Regions from separate parts of the Sus scrofa genome. Here region 2 is linked to region 1. The links are chromatin contacts, called in public HiChIP or PLAC-seq maps. All regions are on one chromosome and are shown on one strand. The core of a region is the stretch at or near the end of the contact, and the rest is flanking DNA. Distances in the headings are between cores, read along the strand shown.

Region 1 (7,788 bases), core at 3,720-6,219:
GTAGCTCAGATCCCATGTTGCTGTGGCTGTGGTGTAGACCGGCAGATGTAGTTCTGATTTGATACCTAGCCCAGGAACTTCCATATGCTGGAGGTGCAGTCATAAAAAGAAAAAAAAAAAAATGCTGCTTGATTCAGAGTAGGGGAAGGAGGGATTTTGTAATTCTTAGAGATAATATACAGTGGTTGGCACTCAATCTAATTTTGAGTAAATGAATGGGAAAAGAAGAAAGCATGAGAGGAAGAGGCAAAAATAGAGACAGGTAGAAATGATGAATAGAAAGAGATGGTTTAAAAGACGTGATGCAGAGACAAAAGCGGAGAAAGATTTGCTTAGGCCCAGAGACACAGGCAGATACACACTCCTGTAGAAATATAGGAGTTCTTATCATGGCTCAGCAGTTAACAAACCCAACTAGCATCCATGAGGACATGGGTTTGATCCCCGGCCTTGCTCAGTGTGTTAAGGATCTGGCATTGCCATGAGCTGTGGTGTAGGTCACAGATGAGGCTTGGATCCCACGTTGCTGTGGTGTAGGCCAGCAGCTACAGCTCCGATTTGACCCCTAACCTGGGAACCTCCATATGCCGGCCCTAAAAAGACAAAAATGAAAGAAAGAAAGAAATACACAGTCATAAGGGGGTCAGACACAACTTTCAGGACATTCTGCTCCTTGTCTTAAGATATTATTACGATTACTTTAAGAGCTGTGTCGAATTTCCCACACCAAGAGAAAAGCAAAAAACACAAATTTAAAAATATAAGAAATAGACCTTGTTCCACAAACCAAAATGAAAAGGGGGGGGCAGATCTGACTGGGTTGATGATTTATTTCTCACTTCTACATTTTTGCCACATGTGAGCATGTGCATGGGCACACACATACACACATGTGCCCATACCAGACACACATGTACACACAAAACCGATGCTCTGCGATAATGAGAGCATCTGCTCTTCTGCTGTGGCATGGCTGGGCAGTCATTCAGAGCGGGGGGGGGGGGGTTGCAGTGATGGTGATTTACATCAACCAGAACAAGGGCCACAGCTGGCTGGGCTGACAGGGCTGTAAACTGTGGTTGGTTTGACTATTTGTGGAAGTGGCCAGAGGCCGTTGGTAAACAGACTCAAAACTGCACTCATTCATTTTTCTTTTTTCATTTTAGAAGCCAGGCTTGGGCGCCCTGCCAGGCCCAGGCCCATCGCCTGTCTCATCACTGCTGTCTTTATTTCACTCCCTCACTAGTCAAAATGCAGGCTGCGTGGCCTGAACAGGCTGCGAACAGTTGAGTAAGAAGAAATATCTGAGTCGAAAGAAAGGAGTTTTTAAAAAATTTATGGCCACACCCATGGCACATGGAAGTTCCCAAACCAGGAACTGAATCCAAGCTGCAGCTGCGGCAACGCTTAATCCTTTAACCCTCTTTCCAGGCCGAGGATCGAACCTGCCCTTCCACAGCGACCCGAGTCCCTGCAGTCAAATTCTTGATCCACTGTGCCACATCAGGAAACCCGAAAAGACTTCAAATTTCTTGTCCTGCACTGGGGCTTCCTCATGAGTCTCATTGATTAGGATCAATCCAGTTATTCCCATGCAGCAGTATTTTTCATCTCCCATGTTTGGAACCATCTCTCTATTCCTCCTATAGTCTCTGGTCTTTTGCATCCCACCCCCTCCACACGGCTTTTTCACTACATAATTTTCAGCGTCTCAACTCTGATGATAGTTCACATTAGCAGTAAGCTATTGAACCCTGTCACATTTTAGAGTGTGTTTGCCCTTGGCGTTATCCTGAAGGCAGCAAGGAATACAAGTTCTGCTGGGAAAATACAATACTATTACAACCGGTGGTGAGGATGAATTTGTAAAGACACTTTTGTTTTCAAAACTTCCACACCCCAAGGCATTACCTGGGGTTGAGGAGTTTGGTGAATTCTAAGAAAACAGAGGAGCTTGAAAGTGTGGCTGTTCGCCACCTGCTCACAGGCCACAGGGACTTTCACAGCAGATACACAGGCGGTGGCCAGTGTCAGCAGACTGAAAATGAAAGTGGGTTGTGGATTTTTCTGTCTTTTCATCAGCTTTTTTTTTTTTTTTTTTCCCCAAATGTTCTTCTCCTTTCCAGAATCATCGAAATGCCTTTCCTTTAAAGCAAAGACCATTCAGAATCAAAGGCTCATTTCCTGGAAATACAGGGCTGGACGGCAGCCATCCCTCAAATGAGGCCCCATGGAGAAGACTTGGAAATGCACGCTCCCAACTCAGGTTTCCAGTGGATGCATATTAAACCCCAAGGACTGGAAGCTGAGGTCATGGATTGCTTTCTCATTGCTGTCAAGGGTCAGTTCATCTTATACTTCCTGTCATTGTCGTCTTAGATCATGCATGACTCAATCCTTCTCAGCCCATTTCCGCACACAGATTTCTAAATCTGTGGTGAAAAAAAGTCCATTAATATCTCTACATTCAAAAAGAGATGCTAATGAGAAGAGGGAGGAGGACCCGCTATGGATTGGTAGTAATAGGGGTCAAATAAAATAGGGCAGCAAATCAGGAAATGGGGTAGTAGCAGTCATTTGAGGAAGTTAAGCAGACTGGCCAACATCCACTTAAACGATTTCTGTTTTCCCTTGAAACTTCATTTGTGTAACTGAGGTGGCAGAGGGTTGTGGGGGGAGGAACATGAGCTTTGCTACCAGATTAATACAAATGGAAATCCTTCCTCCATTACCAGGCTCTGTGAATTGGACAAGTTTCTTAACCCTTCTCAGCCTCAGGTCAGGGAGCATTCCAAACTTTCAAAACTGTGGCAAGAAGCCCAGATCACGGATTGAGAAGTGGTTGGTACACAGAGGCACCCACTACACTGAAGAACTCAGAGTGCGCCCAGCCATGCACTGGCCTGGTACTCACTTCGATGGGGGCAAGGAAGGAGTCAAGACAGCCAGGAGGCTAGCAGGACCCCGGCGAGAGCAACATTAAACTCTCATTAGCTACTTAATTTGATTTTGTTGTCCTTATCATACCTTCACTATCATTTCCCCCAGCTTCAGGTCAAATGATGACCCAAAGAGATGACCAGATAAAATAATGTCAATAATTGTGAGGAGTTCCTGCTGTGATGCAGCAGGTTAAGATCTGGTGTTGCCGTAGCAGCAGCTCAGATTCAGTCCCTGGCCCTGGAACTTCCATACCAAAAAAAAAATTGTGAGGGGTCTGATTTTTTTACTCTGCTTGCACTCAGTTAGCCAGTCAGAGCTTCACTGATGCTGGCACAAGATGCAGACCCCTGGTCAGCAACAAAGGACATTTATTACTCACAGCAGGCAGCATGAGCTCATGTTCTCATAGCTTCCCCTTCGGCCCCAAGCCCCATGGGGCTGATGCAGAGGTGGGCCCAGGTGGATACACAGAGGGTTTAGGTCAAAGCCGAGGAGCTGTGAGCTTAGAAGACCTCTGATCTTATAGTGGGACTCTTAGCAAACCTGCCCAACCTTTGTTCTGGAGACAGACATTTTTATTATCATTGCCAGAAAACAAATATGTCCTCTGCCCCAGAAAGAGATTCTATCCGTATCCTCCGAGGCTGTTTTTTAATATAAGTATCCTTGAAACAGCAGTCTGGGGCAAAATTTGTCACAAGGCATGTAGAAGTGACACAGAGAATTTCCCTCCGCCCTGCAATAAAGAAGACATAGCCGGAGACAGAGCTCAAAGAAGACACAGTGATTACGAGGGATGTCTTAAAATTTTATTTATTTAAGCAATAAAATCGATAACCTCACATGGACTCTTAACTAGCATAGCTCTCAACTGCCTGAGAATACCGGGAGAGATGATTATCGCTCCTTTGTAGGCTAGTCTGGAAGCCGCTGCCTGCACCTGGTCACAGCACCTCTGCCATGGGGCCCAGCATCTCCTGATTCCATCACTGCCAAAGGGCCCCACAATGATGTTCTGCATCATGCAATCTCCAATAAGCCTAGAAGTGGGGCTTTAGCCCATTGAAAGGAAATGCATTAGGGATTTTTTACCTAGGTAATTAAAAAGAAAGAAATAAGTCTTTTAGGACTTACTTTGGGCTTCGTGAGATTAAACATGGTTTTGGAAAAAGAATTCCTTCAGAGGCCACATGTGGAGATTATGGAGTCCCAAGATTTTCCAAGATAAATTTTATTATGTGCTTTATGAGGTCAGACACGGTTCTCCTAAGGACCTGAGGACCTGGGAGACACCCCACCAAACAGCTCCTGGCATTTCAGATCCCACTTGGGAGCACAGAGTCCTTAAAGCTGAACCATCTTTCGAACATTATACCCTCATTGGAGGCACAGCCCTGCCCGCATTTTAAGACCATGCAGGAACCTTGTGACCTAAGTTTTGGTTCAAAAGATATTTTCATTATTTGCAGCAAGATGATGTAATTGTCATAGTAAGGAATTCAGGGACTGCCTTGTTTGAGAGTTTGGTGACGGAGCAGCTAGGGCAGGTGGGGCTGGGTGATGCAGGCAGTATCTTGTCTCCACAGAGAAGAATACAGGAGCCCCAATCTGGTTCTCAGCCCTAACCTCTCTCTCTTACTTTCCACCTCTCATCAGTCACAAGGTGCTGGTGGTGCTCCTAAATGTTTCTGTCAGATGTAATCACAATCTCTTTACAGAGGAAAAAAATATTCCTTTGTGGTTTTGTTTACATATTTTTAAAAAATCCATCTGAAATTCTTTTTTGATGCTGCATCCTGTTAGGTAGAAACCTAACCGGATTTTTCTCAAACACCCAAGAAGAGTTGGCAATTTCCCTTACCGTCCGCAACACCTCCCCATCCCATCCACAGCACACCCAAGACGCCCCCACACGTGCATGCGTGCAGGCACGCACGCACGCACACATGCGCACACAGAACAGAACCCACCCTTACTTTGTCTTTGAGGTCGCCCAGAGTTGTTTCCTTCAGTCATCTCTAGGTGTCATCCTAGAGGAGTCTCTCCAGGCTGGATTCTCAGCACAGACGCAGAGGCTTGGCTGGTCTGGGTAAACTGAATTACTTGGGCATCCTGCTCTGAGTCAGGGCCCAACCCCCAGCGGAAGGGCGCTCTCCCCCTACCCCAGCGTTCCCGTCAGCAGCGGAGAATTGCCCTCTGTGATTTCACGTGGAATCTGTCAGCACAAGCTGCCTGAGAGCATAGACAATGGAGCTCTGCCATGAACACGCAGAAAAGGAGAACAAAAACGCCAACACTTCAATGATTACATTTGGGATCTGCAATCACCCGGGGGCATCCCAGAGATCACCCAGTAGATGAAACTTACCTTTTCTTCAGAGCTTAAGCTGGCTTTCACATATCTGAAAGGTTAGAGAATATATCATTTAAAGAGGGAAATCTGTCTTCCTTTTCCATTCCCGTAAAGCACTGGTGTGTATGTGTGTACGCCTATGTATGTGTTTTACCTTGCATTTTTTTGCACGTTTTGAAGTGCTGGGAGCTGCAAATAGCTGCAGGCTTTCTGTCCTCTGCCTAAGGTGGCCACACATTATGACAGTTATTTCAGATATTCTGTTTTAGTGTCAGGACTCAGCACAATGTAATACCAAATAAAGGGCTTATTGTATGACCTTATTCACACGGGAATTTTGGTAGTAAATACGGGCACACAGAAAACCCATTTGGTAAATATTCCTTAATTCTCCTTTGGTAAAACAGAAATTCCAATAACGCCTGCATGTCTTCATCCACAGCCTAGCAGGGATCTCGCCTGTCAGCAGAAGTGAACCATCTGGTCACCGCCCTAAGGCCCCATGTTACGCAAGTGTCATTGCTTTGCACATTTGGAGCAAGCAGCTTTCTTTCCTCACCAACCATGAGAAACTGTATCTTAAACAACTGGAGCAAAAATTGCATTTGTCAAACATTAAGAACAAAATGCATTTTTGCAAGTCAGTAATCTTGTTAATAGTCAATTCAGTTTCCTGGGTATTTGAATTCTGGCTAAAAGTTTCTGACTTATTTACATAAACTAATAATGCTGCATAAAGCTATGTCTTCATACCATGAGTCCATCAGACTGAGGAATTACAACCCTATTACGGGAACCCCAGGAGTCCCAGCCAACCAGTCATTGGCAGTTGTGGTTTCCCCACCTGAGCCACACGACAGCTCAGATGTGTTACCTTCCAGGTATTTAGTCCAGGACTGAATTGCTGGCGAGGATCTTAAGCTCCATTCATTGTGTTGCAGGTTTGACTAATGCCAGGTCCTACTTTGAGTCAGCTTGATTCTGATGTGCGTTTTACACTAGGACCACAAGTATTTGAGTTGCATGATGAGGTTTTTTTTTTGGGCTGAAGAAGAAAGAACTTTTAATTTTTTCATATGTATCTGGAAGAAAAATTGAGGGGAGAAGGAAGTGCATCTGAGACACTAGTTCCTCAGTCAATCTTGGAGACCTGGAGCCTCCAAGAATGCAAAGTCCCCAGGAGTCTGCATTCATGAAGACCTCTGCTGTGAGCAGAGACCTGGGCTTTGCTGGGATAGCTGCGGCAGCTATGGAGGATAGGGGTTGCCTTTCTGCAACTTCATGAGCAGCCAGAGTCACAATGAGTGTTGGAATTTGTGGGTACGGAGAGACAACATTTGGACTCTCAGAAAAAAGCTGTAAACTGGGGAACAGGCTGAGGCCCTTTGTGAAGAGATGGGTTAAAACCAGTGAAGCAGGAGCTATTCCAGTGTCCAGTGTCCTCAGCTCATTCTCCCGTGGTGATGCTGCCAGAGAGCAGAGACCAGCCATCAGAAGCACATTAATTCTGGTCTTTTCTTGTATCTCTCAAATAGTGCCCAAAAAAAAGAGACACTGTTTGCACCCCCGGGCTCACTGGTTCAGTCTTTCTCCTTCTTCCCCGGCTTCTCACCACTCCTCATGCACTGTAAGTATACTCGGCCTCCTGCTCCCTGCTTCCCTTCTCAGCCTTTTCTGACACAACCCCCACCCCTTTCAGTGGTTCCTGACATGAATTAATCTGCTCTGAAAGATGGCTGTGAATTTTGATCAGGATCAGATGATGCAGTACAGAATGCTAAGCCGGACACACTAGGATTTTCCTCCAAGGGTGAGAGAAGGGAAAGCTGTCATTCTTATGCATTCCTCACCTTTTTTTGGCCACGCCCACAGCATGCGGAAGTTCCTGGAGCCAGGAATCAAACCCCCTCCACAGCTGTAACCAGAGCCACAATGGTGACAATGCTGGATCCTTAACCTGCTGAGCCACCAGGGAACTCCGTTGCATTCATAACTTTTGTCCCAGTGCATTGCTGACAGGACTCTAGTTGTCCCTCCAGACCAGGGAGGCCTGGGGAAATTTTGCTAACATGAAATGGTGAAATTAAAATCTGTATTTAGTTCTCCACCTTCCTTTTTCCAAAAATTTCCCTCAGCACTCTATTGCTCATGCATTTATAAAACACAGAATGCCTCTTCTATGCTAGTATTACAGAAAGAAGAAATATTCTAGAAAAGGAGACAGAGAGGTAAAGTAATTATATTGGTGTAATAAATACTATAATAGAGTTATAAAAATATAATATAAGAACAATGATTGGTTTCTGCATTTTCCCCTTCCAAAAATTCAGTGGCTTAAATAAGGAAGAAGTTATGTTTCTCTTATATAACCATCCAAGAGCAAATTGTCAAGGGATGCTGTGAAGTTACGGAGGTTTCATTGTAGCAGGGGCCAGGGCTTTTCCTCTCTTGTGGCCCATTCATCCAGGCGTTGCCCTGGTCCATGTGGGATG
Region 2 (7,788 bases), core at 1,576-4,075, 91 kb after region 1:
AAGATTTAACCACAAAAGAGTTGATGGATCAATGGTGTAATTATACTTTTATCTCCATTGTACTAATTGCAATGAGTATTTTTATTATTAACAATAGTTTCTTTCATTATATTCTTGATTTTATCCCAAAAGGGATTTAAGGTGGCTACATAAACACATACAATATAATAATACCTAATACAATATCAATAATAAATTAGAAGGAAAATAAAGAGAAAACGAGTATAGGAAAAAAAGATGAAACCAGGAAAGAGGTTAGTGAACAAAATGTATGCTGCAAGATCACCTACATGTACTTCCTTGTAGAAGGCTATATATTTGGCTCTGACTTTTGCAAGCAATACCACAAAGGCTCACAACCAGTTATAGAACTAGTGTCCAAAGAGTCAAACAAATAAATTGCTTGGAATAAATATAATTTCTCCAGCTACTTAAACCAGGAAGAAATTTTTCTAAAAGACTGTCACAAAGATTTCACTGTAAATTATAATGACCACCATCCTTACAATCAACACAGCACAGTTTCATAGAAATCATTTCTCAATAGAGGTTGGGAACACACAGTTCTTTACACAAAAGTTCAGTAAACGAATTTTAAGTTGTGTAGTCTTTTTAGTGCTAACAATGGTCATAATGAGGAGAACATTTCTATGGTCAACTTAAAATGCCTAGATGCTTCTAATGCAGCTCAACAGCCTTGAAGATATTTTCAGATCAGTTGGGCATATTGTTGGATAAAATGCACCAAAAAAGTCAAAGAGCAAGAAGTCTATGTATTCGTCAGATTTCCACAATAGTGCTGCATAACAACCAACCACTAATTGGGGGGGGGGCTTAAAAGAGCAAATTCTTGTTTTCTTGCTCAAAGTTTGGTCAGCTCCACATCTCCTCGTTCTCGAATCAGTGGCTAGCTAGTAGATTGCAGAAGCAAAGTTTCTGTAGATTTACAAAGCTAAAGACAGGCATGTTTAAAGCTTCTGCTTACATCACATCTGCTAACTTCAACTGGCCAAAGCAAGTCACATGGCCAAGCCCAATATGAAGTGGGTGGGGAAACATGCTCTGCCTACTCTGGAAGGAGGTACAGCAGAGCCACTTGACAGCTTACAAAGCTGTATAATTCTACATCAGGGAAGGAGTGAAGAATTGGGAATAATCCAATAATCACACCCATAATTCCGTTTGCTACACTCCTTCTCATTTCACTTCCCATTCAGACTTTTAAGGATCATACAATGTTGGATTAGCAAGAAAACTTAAAGGTTGTCTAATATGACCTTTTTATTTTATAGATGAGTTGTCTGGGGTCCAGAGAGATCACAGGACTTGCCTGTAGGTCAGTTCAAAGCTCTGCTACATTACACTGTATGTTGTATTGCTGACTCTCCTCTCTCTACTCTGCTTCCAAATCCCAGCTCTACGTGGAATTATATGACTTTAGTTCATGAGATAGATCTAGGATTAAGAACAAAAACTTCCATCTCCAGAAGTAAAAGCCTAGATGGGCTGCAGATATAAAGAATTTTAATAGTACACTGAAGGGAGACCTTAAATTCTAGTTCTGACTTAAAAAAAAAATTGATTTTCCCGTCGAGTTTTCTAATAAAAATATTTACAGATTCTGAGTTGTTATTTAAAAATAGGTAACGTTTCCAGACGGAAATGCTTAGTTTCTTTCCCAGTTGCTTTCCATTGTCTCCATGTTTCATCTCACAAAGGATCAAATGTAAGGAAGGGCGAGGGGGTGTGTAGGTGGACTGAATGGAAGATTGCCAGAGATGGAGAAAAGATAGAAAACAGGGCCTGTTCAAGCTGACTTTTGTTTTTTAAGTTTCCTTACTGCCCTCCCTCAGGTAAATCACCAGCGGCTAAGTGCTTGGCTTACTCCTCAAAAGCAGATCTGAGCTAGTAAGCAGACTGAAACGCAAGGGAGTCGGGTTTGTTTTGAGAGAAGGGAACAGCTGTTTCTCCGGAGTTCTCAGCAGACACGGAGCCGATCCATTACCTCAGGGTTCCTAGATGGTGTTGCTTAAGGCCCTTTCTGTGTTCTGCTTACTGTTCCAATTCTGTAGGTCACTTTGACCGGATATTACTTTCTTTAAGAGACGCTTAATAGTTACGATAGTATTTGTTATTAATTCCTGTCCAAGTTTGACAGTTTCTTTAACATTTCGTGGTTGTACTTCTAGTTTGTTTACTTTGGTGAATGGACTCCTCTGGCAAGAAACTTGACCCCTGTAGATGATATTATCTTGGAGGAATGTAGGGCTAGGCTAGAGGGTAGTTTTTCTGAGAACCAGTGATCTGACCACACATAAGAAACAAAGCCAGATAAGAAGCTGCCATTCAGCATGGAAAACAGAGTAATAATTTAGCTATATAACATAGAAACACAGGAGAAGATACAAAATATGTTTTTAAATAATTATTTCCTACCTAATATTGTTCTGTTCCTTTTATTTTACCCTCAAACAGATGGTCAGCTTTTCAAATATGATCCCATTTTTTTAACATGAAAGAATTTCACAGAACCCCACATAATTGTAGTTTTAGTAGTATTTGATTGAGACAATACGTTAGGACAAAGCACATGGTTATGAATTCAATAATACTTTTAATTAAAATCATACCTTACTGCATAAAACAGCATATACATTCATTTGAAGAACAGGCATACATATCAATACAAGCCACCTTATTCAGAGTACAGATAAGGATATTTCAGGACACTGTGAGTCTCCTTGCAATAACTATAAAGATCAGCAGATGTCCACGGCTCATAGTTTGGCATCTAAACATTGTCCTCCATTTTTATGCCTGTCAGTTTTGGAAGCTGTTCTACTTAATGACATCATTGGTCTCCCGTCCACATAGGCGCTGCAGATTCGTACTAGGTGGATTAATCAGGATATAAAAGGAACTGAGCTTTGTCTTTCTGAAAGAAGACTAGAATTTGGGGCTTTAAAAAAAAAAAATCTACTAATAGGTTTCCTTGAGAAAAATCAATATATTTGAGACAGTTTTACCTTTTGCAAAATTAAGCATGGGGGCTGGGGAGATATTTGCTCTGCCCATCTCAGCAGACTACTGTGAGGTTCAAATTAGGTTAAGTAGCATAAGTAGATTATATATTAGATTATTATATATAATTAAATTTTATAGAAACTAATTATATATTTATATATCATTATCTATAATTAGATTATATATTAGATTATTATATAAACAATAAATGGTAGCTGGCTGGTCAGTATTTTAGTAGAACCTTCCCATTTAGAGCCTTCTTCTTAGCTGTGCTAGTACTGGGAATGTATAGTGTACCCACTCACATCGGCCCGTGTAACTGTCATGCTCTCCAAACTCACAGTGGCTCGTGGACAGAAAGTAGAAGGTCTGCATGGTGGACTGGGCAGGGGGTGGTGACGTGGTTTTAAGATTTAGTGAATCCTTTAATGTCTCTGGGCCTCAGTTCCTTAGGAATAGAGAAATGGACCAAAATCTACGAGATAGTCACTTTTTGCAACGGGACTCTTTTTACCCCCTGAATGAAACCCAATCGCAAATCTCCACTGCATAAACCAGACACAAAGCAACACACAATTTTCACATGAAATTTAAAACTTTCACTGTTTGCAAATGAGGCCCTACGAGTACAGCTTGAAAACCACTGACTTAGTTCACATTTAAGATTCAGCTCTAAACGAAAATGTCCACTTTAATAATTTAAAGTGAAGAGATGTTCCTTTCCAAAGAATTGCTAGTGGTCATCTCTATGGGGCATCTTGCCCTGATGGTCATGTCCACTCAGGAAATCAAACTTTAGATCAGAACTCTGACCATAAAATAAATCGAAGCAAGTTCTCTATTCTTAAGGAATAGTTCCATAAGCAATGGTGACCCAGTTTAATGACCCTCTTCATGCTAATAATTTTTTTCTCTGAAGAATTGGGCAGGGAAATCTGGAATCTTAGCATCAGTTCCCCTAGACCACTACTGGAAAAAATGCTCACCATAATCTTACCCTTTAACTTGCCTTTTTATGTTTCTGTGTAGACTCCATACTCCTACTGTTATAAATGTCCTAACATTCAGAATATGCACCATGGACTCCAGGATGAGAACTTTTCAAGGCATTGTATGTATCTTTGGACACTCTTTACAGAATCCTGGCCAGGCAGTCATCTTGGTTCTGCTGGTCCACTTCCTATGTTGGAGGTTTGCTACCACTGGAGAGAGAGCCATTTTTCTTTCCTCCAAGGAGTAATTCTTAGACATCTCTTTCATGCATTGATCTGAAATATGACTCCCTGTGGATTAAAATATCATCAAATGTGTAACTATTTGATGAATGAGTCATATTACAGCATGTTCTGGACAACAAGTTCCCCATAAGATTCTGGACTACTGTAGGACCGAGCCTGGAACTGAAGAATTTGTCTTTGGTTGCTCAGTGCCTAACAGGACCTGAGGTACAGAGGACCCTTGATAAATCTTGAACGACTGACTAAATGAATTAAGTGAATTTGCAGCAACGCGGCAAACAAGAAGAGACCGAATCACATTATTATTTTCAAAAGCAGCATTTATAAAGTTTATAACTCAGTTTGTCACTGAGCAAATCTAGTCTGTACCTTCAGACCCCAGCGATGCCCCTGTGTTGTCACAGCTTCAGAAAACTTGAATTTCTAAAACACACTGATGTCATTTTCAGGGTACAGATTGGACTGTCATCCAGCATCTGCCCCCATTTCCAGCCACTGACAGAACTGCAAGGAGCTAGAGCAGGAGGCTGGTGGAAAACGATAGCTGATGATGGGAACCACAGAGACTGACAATCTGGGTTCTAATCCTGGCCGTTCCATTTGTTTGCTTTGTGACTTTGGGCAAGTTACTTGCTCTCTCTCTACCTGTAAAGTAGATATGAGTAAATGTGAGCATTTAATGAATTGAAGCCCCTAAAGCTCTTGGAACAGAGCCAGGCATGTTGTAAACATTCAGTAAGTATTGGCTTTCATCCTCGTTTAGAGGAAGGAGCATAAGCTTTGAGTAAGGCAAGCCAGGCTTTTAATGCATACTTTAGCCCTTTTTCTTGGGTAATCATTTAATTTCACTAAACTTGTTTCATCTTGTGTAAAATGTAGATAATAACATAGTGGTGGGGGAAATTCTATTTAAAACTAAAGACGACTACAGCCTTCAGATTCCAAAGACTCTAATTTAGGAAAATACCTTGATGAGCCTGCTTTGGATATGAAGAAGGAAGCCCCAGAGAGAGAACTAAATCACTGTGCATGGTGAATAAAGAATTTTGAGCATTCCCCAGAGCTTGAGATGAAAGCACCAAGCCCAGGAAGGAGAGAAATCCAGCAAAATAGCCAAAAATCTGGGGCCCTCTTTGGGACAAGAGTCTTCATATTCAATGTTGAGCAGTTACTGGGCACCACAGTGGAGTGTCCCTTACCCTTTCACCAGAATATAGGTAGATGTGTGTTATGTAAGCAATCATATGTGGGTGATGTGTTTTGGGTACAGGAGAAGGGAACGAAAACACAAGAGAGATGAGGAGAAGAGATGAAGAATTTGGCCCGGGTAGGAAAATAGAATGTGAGGTAGGGAAAAGAAACCTGGAGAAGTGGGAAAGATCCCCAGATTTATCACCAATGTGCGAGATGACAATTAAGCACTTTTATTTTATTCTGATCTAAACAAACAAACCAACAAAACCCCAAAGCCCCTAGAGTCAGTTAAAGAACCTAAGGACACTGGCATTTGTGTTACCCACTTAGTAGGAACTTTTTTCCCCCTTTTATAGCCACACCTGCAGCATTTGGAAGTTTCTGGGCTAGGGGGGTCGAATGGGAGGCACGCTGTGGCCTACTCCACAGGCACAGAAACACCAGTTCTGAGCCATACCTGTGACCTATGCTGCAGCTTGCAGCAACATAACCACTGAGCGAGGCCAGGACTGAACCCGCATCCTCATGGAGACAATGTTGGGGCCTTAACCTGCTGAGCCACAATGGGAACTCCCCAGCAGGACTTTTGTGACAATTAGTGTTAATGGATGGATATAAACTCCTATCAACCATTCACCCTGTTAATTCATATATTATTTAATGAATATTTATCTAATGAAAGGAAGCTGGGCAGAGAGCAGCTGGTCTATGTTGGGGGCAGTGGAGCATACAGGTTCACTTATCGTGCTTAACATCCCTAACCTACTCCCCTCATCTATCCAGCCCTGGCCTCTGTCGTTCTGCACACTCCCTGAGCCTTCAGGAGTGTCAGGGCTGTGCCTCCTGGGGAGCATAGGCAGGCTGGTGTGATGAGAAAAGAGTTTTTCCAAGTCATGTTCATGCAAGAGAATACTTCAAGACTGAAAGTTTTTAAATTCTTTTATTAATCTACTCAGTTAAGAGTGACAAGCAGGGTTCCAAAAACATGGAGTTATTTTATCTACGATCCATTTTCCAGTAAGTGACTACCCAGTTAGCTGAAGCACAAGAATAGGTAATGGCTTTGTTTTCCTAAGATGTAGTCATTCCGATTATTTTTAGATGAATGATTCGGAGCCAGAAGTATAACTCATAATTATGTTGCTATGATTCTACAACCAGTTGTTTGGTGGAATTAGTTTGACCGTGACAACTTTAAAGTCACCACATTTTCTGAAAAAAATCAGCAGATAAAAACTGAAAATAAAAGATTCCATGACACGAAGTGCTGTTTCCTGCTATTATCTCACATCTTTCTCCTCTGAAGCTTGCCTGCTGCCTTCCCTTAGGCTCTTTCCTGGTTTCCAGCTCTTACAAGGCTCCCCCAGGTACTTAAGCCCACTGACAAACCACCGAATGCTCCAGGAAGCATTCCTAAAGACCCCAGCCTGAGGAGCTGCTCTCTTCCTCTTAATTCATGCATTGATTGTGGATTGGCTACAGCCTTCCTTAGAACTCCTCATTCTCTCCCTTGAATTTTGGTTTATTTTCAAATAAATCTCATTATTTCCAAAGCTAGTTTTGGTCTATGTAAAAATTTTACATTACAAAAATTATATATCAATATTATCAAAAATTTGGAAGAGAGAGGAAAGAAAAATATTCATAATCTCATTATCTTAACACTAACTGTACTCATCATTTTAGGGTGTTTTTTCTTAAGCTTTTTTTCTATGCTTATTTTTTCACTGATTTAATTCCAGTGTCTGTGCAATTTCACAGTTTGACTTTTTTGCAACTAATGCTACATCACCACCATTATGGTAATTGCTATATAGTTTTCATAAATGTTACTTTAAAGCCTGTGTAATGTTGACTACTATCAACATTTTAGATTGTTAATTATAGTCCACTATTATAAATGGTACTGCAGTTGACATCTTTATGCATGTAGTTTTCTCAGTGTGTGTATTATATGTATACATGCATGTGTATTTCAATTTTTTTTTCCCTTAAGCTAGTATCCCAAAAGGAAAATTACCGAATCAAAGAGTATGATTATTTTTAAGGTTTTTGAAACATATTGCTAAACTGGTTTTCTAAAGAGTTGGACCAGTTTATATTACCAGAAACATATGAGAGTATCAGTTTCTCCAGACTTTTACCAAAATTATTTCTTAATTATTAGTCTTCATATAATCAAAATAAGATGACATTTGTTCACGGTTTAAATTTTTTACTAAAGCATACAGAAAAGTATGGAGGAAAAAATTAGTCCATGGCCCTGATTTATCGAATTTTAATACATTCCCATTGTACTAGTTTGTACTACATTGTACTAGTTTTATAAAAA

The links. HiChIP or PLAC-seq counts read pairs in DNA pulled down with a chosen protein or histone mark.
Region 2: a contact with region 1 is called in an H3K27ac HiChIP or PLAC-seq map of skeletal muscle. The contact joins two enhancer-like sites. A contact is called at or near these places in 10 of 47 Hi-C or Micro-C datasets (embryonic fibroblasts, fetal heart ventricle, liver and 5 more) and 2 of 2 datasets of contacts at active chromatin or transcription factors (alveolar macrophages and skeletal muscle).

What each region holds. Positions count from the first base shown.
Region 1 is chr1:43,280,217-43,288,004 of Sscrofa11.1, forward strand. No RefSeq gene overlaps it. Among named protein-coding and RNA genes, the nearest start is that of ASF1A, 69 kb to the left of the region's middle. Within about 2 kb of position 4,970, at least 39 of the 83 cell types and tissues checked have an H3K27ac peak or open chromatin away from gene starts, as enhancers often do. A contact at or near this core is called in omental adipose tissue and skeletal muscle, where this site is marked.
Region 2 is chr1:43,373,131-43,380,918 of Sscrofa11.1, forward strand. LOC110260246 (a long non-coding RNA gene) reads left to right here. Exons shown (of 2, transcript XR_002343179.1): 2 at 4,054-7,788. Among named protein-coding and RNA genes, the nearest start is that of CEP85L, 16 kb to the right of the region's middle. Within about 2 kb of position 2,826, at least 13 of the 83 cell types and tissues checked have an H3K27ac peak or open chromatin away from gene starts, as enhancers often do. A contact at or near this core is called in omental adipose tissue and skeletal muscle, where this site is marked.